2 separate regions of the Rattus norvegicus genome follow, and region 1 is linked to region 2. Evidence: chromatin contacts called from public Hi-C data. All regions are on one chromosome and are shown on one strand. Each heading gives the region's core, a stretch centred on a gene start, on an enhancer-like site or on the middle of the called end of the contact. The rest is flanking DNA. Distances are from core to core; before and after follow the strand shown.

What was found. A called contact is a pair of places that touch in the nucleus more often than the background predicts.
Region 1: a contact with region 2 is called in a Hi-C map of Schwann cells, with 4 times the contacts expected there. The contact joins two enhancer-like sites. A contact is called at or near these places in 5 of 12 Hi-C or Micro-C datasets (the A7r5 cell line, Schwann cells, frontal cortex and 2 more).

The regions. Positions count from the first base shown.
Region 1 is chr19:73,388,022-73,391,982 of GRCr8, forward strand. The region is part of intron 12 of Nrp1 (neuropilin 1); the gene reads left to right. Among named protein-coding and RNA genes, the nearest start is that of Nrp1, 130 kb to the left of the region's middle. Within about 2 kb of position 1,715, at least 5 of the 93 cell types and tissues checked have an H3K27ac peak or open chromatin away from gene starts, as enhancers often do. A contact at or near this core is called in Schwann cells, where this site is marked.
Region 2 is chr19:72,341,772-72,345,504 of GRCr8, forward strand. Pard3 (par-3 family cell polarity regulator) reads left to right here. Exons shown (of 25, transcript NM_031235.2): 20 at 1,817-2,048. Among named protein-coding and RNA genes, the nearest start is that of Pard3, 370 kb to the left of the region's middle. Within about 2 kb of position 2,395, at least 34 of the 93 cell types and tissues checked have an H3K27ac peak or open chromatin away from gene starts, as enhancers often do. A contact at or near this core is called in Schwann cells, where this site is marked.

The sequences.
Region 1 (3,961 bases), core at 465-2,964, 1.0 Mb after region 2:
GCTTCCTCTGTCTACCTACCTCACACTAAGGTTAAGGACAGGTATTTCAGCTTATAACTATGCTTTAAAAGCCTGTTTTTCTTCTTATTCCATACCATATGAAAAACAACTGCACCAGATTTAAACAGACAAGGACAGCCACAGTCTGCAGAGACGCAAACCCTTTCCTGGCTCTCAGGAGAGTCCATACCAGACAGATGTGGTTTAGCACATGCAGACAGAGCTTGTTTGAGGGTCTTCAGACTTGTGCTGGACCTCTATGCATAATCCTGCTTGGAAAATGTTGGTGACAGTAACAAGTGTCAGGAAGCGCCAGGGCAGGAGAGCTCCTACAGTGTTGTAGTATGATGGTCTATGATGCAGGCAGCTAGTGGATGTCTGCTTGACTGTGGTAGCTGCAGTCGGCTTGGGGACGAAGACATCAGGCTAGACTTGACATGCATCTCAGAACATATACACATAGGACAGTTGTGCTTGGACATAGTGGTCCTGGAGTGACATGTGAGAATAGATTCAGCTTTGCCCTGAACAGATGGTGGTGTTCACTGCTTCTCAGGAACGCTGAGGATGGGGTCCTCTCTAGGCCAAAGAGAGAAAAGCCAAGATTGACATAGGAAGGAGTCTGGCCCTCATTGAGCAGCATGCCTAGCTTCAAGAGGCCAGAACAAGAAGAGCAAGTTCAGGCTGTTGTCCTTTACACAGACACAGGCTGTTGTAGCAAAATGGAGAAGCCTGTGGGACTAACTTGCACTAGGTGCACAGGCCCTCTGGTAGGTGCTTTCCACCTCCACTCCAGCTTGCTTTTCATTCTGATCATGTGGTGCCCCCTTTTCACTTCAGCTTTTTCTTTTGGGCTCCATGCACATAACTTTTTATGCGGGTGCTGGGAAACAAAGGTTCTTAGGTTGTGCAGAAAGTACTTTGCTGAACTGTCTTCCCAAACCCCTTGACCCAGAGCTCCCATAGTGAATTTTAATGAGCAAAATTGAAGGTGTTATCATGTAATTTCCTAATACTGCAAGGCTGATGGCTAAACACATTAGAGCAAAAAATTTAGGGAATGTCCCTTGGTTCATTTCCAATTACTTCAAAATCTCTCCTCTGGAAGAAGGAACGAGCTCTAGGCTCCAGAGTAAAATGCAGGTTAAAAGGAAAAAAAAATCAGTCCAGAAATGTAGCACGGCTAACAAGAACGTTTATATTTAAGTCTTAACCAACTTGAAACTGTTGCCCTCTAAATTTCCAAGACACATCATATTGCTATGGGCTGTCAGTGCAAATCTTAGATAGGAATAACCACAAGCCATAAAGCGTTTCTCCAATTAATGCAGAAGCATTTTCACATCAGACAACAAGTTCTGTGGCTGATATAGAAAAGAGTTCTATCCCCAAGACAGACCTCATATAATCTTCCCAAAGTTGCCTGTAAGCCTCAGGGTTCTGTAGCCCAACACAGCCTCAGTGAAGTCCCTCATAAAAAGGAGGCATTTCAGTATCACAGAACATCCTTTTCAGTTGCCCTGTGTGGAGGGCTCTTATCCTTATGAGCCCTAAAGTGGTCAGTTAATATTGATTAGAAACAAAGGCTGAGATTTACTCCTCATATCCGAACAAATGGTCTTCTCATTTTTACATTAGTTCATGACTGAGCCAACTGAAACTGGAGCCTTTGAATGAATAGGGCAAGGCTGTTAGCCTGGAGCAAATCACGTATGAGGCAAGCTGTGCACCCCAGAAAATGTGTCATTCAGAGTGGAAACAGTGACAGCCCTTGAGAAGACAAGGTTTTGTTTTACCTACAATGCTGAAATGGTTTTTTCAGTAGAGAGAAAAAAAATCCTTCTTATTTTAAAGTTACCATGGCAAGAAAGAAAATAGTTATTTTCTTAGGCTACTATGTCTCAACAATTCTAAAAATCTGTGACCATACTTAGACTCTCAGAGGCTGACCATGTGCAGCCCACAGCCCACCAAGAGCACAAAATCCTATTCATTCTCATACTTCATTTTCATTGGTTATATTAAAGTCAAAACTAAAATGTGTGTGTGTGTGTGTGTGTGTGTGTGTGTGTGTTTTACACATAGAGAGCTAATTGGGTCAGGTGTGAGTTTAGGAGGCATGGGTTTTGTGTGTAGAAAGCTGCCTGGGGCAAGTGTGAGCTCAGAGAGTGAGTGTTTTACAGATGAAAGGTTAGGTAACTGGATTCTTAAAAAATGATTTTATGTGAGCACTGCCCTTTCCTGGAAAAGTTACACACACACACACACACACACACACACACACACACACACACACACGCCCTGCGCTCTCCTAACCCAAGCACCTCTAAGACCCTAGAGCAGTGGTTTCCATCCTGTGAGCCCCCTTCCCTGTGACAAAACTCTACTCCAAAAGTATTTACGTTATGACTCAGTTAGGAAGTAGCAATGAAAATAATTTTATGGTTGGGGTCACCACAACATGAGGTGCTGTATTAGAAGGTCACAGCATTAACAGGGTTGAGAACCACTGATCTAGTCAGCATAGACTCACATCACCCTTTCGGCTAATTGTGAGAGACTTTACAACCAGAACTATCAACTTTGGGTACCCAGTGTAATAAAAGCCAGCAGGAGTGTTTTCACTTGAACTCCAAGAGCAGGGCGTATAGAAAAAAGTTGATTCTCTCTTGAGTAAGTAAGGACATTCAGAATCTGTTCAAATACTCCTGGGATGACATGTCTGGATATAGAGGGGTACAAATATTCCAGGCCAATGCTATTACTCACAAATGATGCTGACATTCAGGTGAACTGGGTCCTGTGTTAGGGACTGGAGAACTTGTGCCTCTATGTTTTCTGGCCAAAGTTAAGATTCACTCCTGAAGTTGCTCAACTGCAAACCCTTTTGAAAGGCAGTGGGAGGTGAAATTTCACCTTGAGCCATGAAGGACCCAACAGTGGAATTCAGCTTACAGCCTGTAACAAAACTGATCATGTGTAACAGATATGAAAGTGACTGTTCACCTTGAATCCCTCTCCTCTCAGACTACTGGGAACAGTATGCTAATGTATTCTGGCCTCCATCCAATCCTGCCATCAGAAACCCCTTAACTCTCAGTGTGCCTAATCCCTCCTTTCCAGTGCCTACTTACTTCATGGAAGCCATGTGCATGTGATCCTCCTTTAGCATTTGCACTCTGGGACTTTAGCATTTGCACATGCTAGTGCAAAGGGTCAGCTCGGAAACCTCAAGGTGTACCAAAAGCAAAATATTGCACCTCTGTAATGTATCACAGCACATTTAGTGTGAATTCTGGTCTATGGAGCTGTAGGGAAGGACAGAGATCATCACAGATCTGCATGAAGTGAGGCAGAACACCCTGCAGCCTGTTTGTACCCCTACCCAAGTAGGCCAGGGTTTATACTGTGGAATAAAGATCAATTCCTTGGGGTTAGAGAGATAGCTTAGCGGATAATGCACTTACATGAGGACCTGAGCTCGGATCCCAGGATACACGTAAAAGGTCAGATGTGCCAGTGTGTACAGGTAATCCCAACACAAGAGAGGCAGACACACACACACGAGAGAGAGAGAGAGAGAAAGAGAGAGAGAGAGAGAGAGAGAGAGAGAGAGAGAGAGAGAGAGAGAGCAGTACATTTAAAGTACACATAATTTAAGGTAATGTGGAGATCAATTTGAAAAACACTCGATGCTGACCCCTGGCTTCCACACCATATCTATGTATATATGCATGGTAACACAGAAGATCCATAACCTGCACTAGAGTCTGTGTGGCAAAAACACTCAAGAAAAGAATGGCTTCTTATGCCTTTGAGTAAAAAGCAGCACAGCACTGTTTCCCAGACCCAATGAGTCAAAGACTCATCTGAGAAGCTCTGGAAAATAATTTATTTCAAGGCCTTTTCTCCCAGAGATTCTGTTCCCACTGAGGTCCCGGAGGGGATAAATAGGAAACTA
Region 2 (3,733 bases), core at 1,145-3,644:
TGGAAACCAAACTCAGAAACTCTGAAAGAGCAGGACACAGTCTTAACCACCCAGTCATCCCCACAGCTGCTGTTTGAGGCTTTGGCTGTGTCTAGGGAATGACTTGCTAACAGAATAAATACATTGGCTCCTGTTTGTTTCTTTGTTTCTTTGTTTGTTTGTTTTTACCATAATTGATTCACGGGTTTTGTTGTTTTTATTTTTTTAAGAATTATGTATTACGGGGCTGGGGATTTAGCTCAGTGGTAGAGCGCTTACCTAGGAAGCGCAAGGCCCTGGGTTCGGTCCCCAGCTCAGAAAAAAAGAACCAAAAAAAAAAAAAAGAATTATGTATTACATACATACATACATACATACATACATACATACATACACACATACACACACACACACACACACTGTAGCTGTCTTCAGACACACCAGAAGAGGGCATTGGATCCCATTACAGATGGTTGTGAGCCACCATGTTGTTAAAAATTGAACTCAAGACCTCTAGAAGAGCAGTCAGTGCTCTTAACCTCTGAGCCATCTCTCCAGCCCCCATTGGCTCCTGTTTTAAGCTGTGTGTCTAAGAATTTGTCTCCTTGGTTTTTGTCCTTCTACTCAACAGTGGGCATCTTTAAAACAATGCAGAATGGTGTTCCTTTGGCAAGGCTGTGTCATCAGTTCATCGATTAATCTCAGATTTGTGAGATATAACAGCTGAGATCTGATGTGCTAGGATGTCCTCTATGATCTTAGACTCTTAGTTCTTATCTCACTGCCTTGGTGCCCTGTGGCTGATAGGGAAGTAAGACTGAACTAAACATCAAGATCTATTGACTTGATTTGCGGGCCAAAACATTGAGAGAAAGCCTTGTCATTATATTTAGTTCCATATTGCTGCAAGTCCAAGAACATGGATCTCTTTGTTGGATCCGGAAAGAAACCATCTTGGCATTCAAGAGTTACTTAAAGCTCACACAGTCTTGACTGTGTGCATTTGGAAAGTACATTTATGGCCGGATCTCTAAAAGTGATTTCTAATAGTTATTCTTTGCAGCTGTTTGTCACTCTTTCAAATGCCAAACACAAAGGGTAACAGCAGGAGGAATGAGTTACAGACTTGTTGGTTCCCATAGAACCTCTACCTCTGCAGTTTCAGAGTAGCACTGAGCAGGTGGCCTGATTGCTAAAGCACTTACCACAGAAGCTTGGTTCTCACTGAGGCTTACACATGGTGTTAGCCTCCCAGGGTAATGACATAAGGAGAACCTGAAGACCTGTTGTCTTCAGAAACCTAAAGCCTCAGATGTAGATTGCTGGCCAGAAAGTAGCCAGCTGTCGCTGGCTTGGGATGGTGCCAATTTTTATTATTGAATGCAACACACATGTGAGTGTATCAGAAAGCTTGGTGCTGGAAGCTCACGCTGACCTGGTGGTTGCTATCGAGTGGTGTTGATCAGCAGATAAAAGAGGAGTGCATGAACATCTGCAGGGTCTTTAGCCAAGGAGAAAGAAGCACAGAGGAGGTACAGTTGGCTTAGCTGGTTTTCCCTTTGCAAATGTAGAGCACAGGACCCTGCTGGGTCTGCATGGCCTGGAGTCTTCCTAACTCTCCTTCGCTGTGCAGACTCTGTAGCAGTGAAAGCATCTCCCTGTTTGCACACCCAGACAGAAAGTCTTTCCTCTCCTGCACTGGTGACCCATGTCCATGCAGGACTGACCTATGCACCCAGATCACCATATCACATGACCCTTCTGATGAAATTTAGTGTTCTCACTTTGTCACCAAGGCTCACTGTCTTCCCTATCTCCTTCTCTCCCCTCCTTCAAGTGGAAGAAGACACAGAAGAAAGTTCAAGGTCAGGGAGGGAGTCCGTGTCCACGTCCAGTGATCAGCCTTCCTATTCTCTGGAGAGACAAATGAATGGAGACCCAGAGAAGAGGGACAAGGCAGAGAAGAAAAAGGACAAAGCCGGAAAGGATAAGAAGAAAGACCGAGAGAAGGAGAAGGATAAACTGAAAGCCAAGAAGGGGATGCTGAAAGGCTTGGGGGACATGTTCAGGTAAGTATGCAAGTACACAGCAGGGGCAGTCCTGGGCGGAGTTCCCCAGCAATTGGATGGATGGACTGCCTTCTCAACACGACGTGCAAATATCACAGGGTGCAGCAACAGAAGCCCAGCTGCTATAGCTCAGTCTTTGGTGTGTATGTCCATCTAGGTGGCACATGACTAAGTAACCGGGGTTGACAATAAGCACATCTTTGAGGTGAAATGTAAATCCCTGTCTCCTTTCTGCTCTTAGCTGCTGCCTTTGCGCTTCCTTAGGGATTTCAGCATGGTTATTTCAAGCTATTTTAGCAGCCCTTCTTGTGGTGTCCTGCCAACCACACAACAGTGGTGAGGAACCATGGACTCTTCTCTTCCTCTCTTCCTCCCACTGCCTGCAAAAGGCCCTCTGGAGAAAGGCCTATTCAAGAGATGTTTGTTCTTTTTTTGTGTGGGAACAATGGTTCATTATTTAAATTTAACACAGAGCTCAAGTTAGTTGTAGCATTTAAAGGCTCATTAATAACCAGCCTAATAAAAAAAATGTTACAGATAGAGCTTCAATTAAGCTATGTTGATTAATTTAATACTTATTACTTCAGTCTGTAAAGATTTCATTAGATGTAGTTTCTGGCTGTTTCTTGACAGTTGGTTTTGTCCCTAAATTATACTCCAGGATTACTTAGCATATCATTTCTTACAAATAGCTGTGATACAATTAAAAAAAAAAAAAAAAAAGACCAGATTCTTCAGAAGTTGCACCAAAAATCCCTGTCAATGTTCATCTCGGGCGATTTTTACAAGATTTGGATATCTGATATTAAATGCAGAGGTGATGAATGGCCCACCAAGTAAGCCCCAAACGCAACAAGGAAATGTCTAAAATTGAAAATGCACCATACACACAACCTCTGCTTCTTTTTTTCCGAAATAGAGTTCTCCTGCCTTGTGAGTCCTTTCGTTTGCTTTCCGTTCTCAAAATGGGAATGGGAGAATTTCGTCTTCCTAGAATTTCTTGAGTTACAGTCCTCAGGGTGCCCTCAACCTGAAGGCTACAGGGTATGTTCTGCAGCTTTCACAGCAGTGTGTCCTGTGGGTGTCCGACGGGTCAGGGCTGGGGAAGAATGACAGCGGAGACTCACATTGACCGGTGTCGGCCGGTCGGCAGCTCAGCTGTAATATACAGAATACGTGTGTTCGCCTCTCCCCTCCCCCCTCCCCAGAACCTTGGCACCCTCGCAGCCTTTCATGCTTCTTCCTTGTTAATATGCTGTTCTTTCTGACTGTGTTTTTCCTCCCTGATGATCTTTCTTCATTATAGTGCATATTGCATGCCCATACATATTTATAGGATGGAATCATAACCACCACCCGATTCCAACTCCTGTGATACCTCGGGAAGCAGGGGGTTTGTTCCACTTTGGCCAAGCGGCGGCTCATGAGCTGGCACCCGCACAATGCACAGTAATGAGGCTGCCACCTATCAGTAACATCTTGGTTAGACAAGCAAAGATGGAGGAGACCGGGCCCCAGGCCTGTGGCCGTACATCTGCCTACAGCTCTCCCCTGAAGGTCTCGCTAGTAACAGTGGATTCTTGTTCTTTCATCACCAGAAATCACCTGATAGGTTCAGGGCCCTGTCCTTCATGGGGAAATAGCAGATGAAGTCCCAGCTTTGAAGGACGACCTTATAAGTGTTC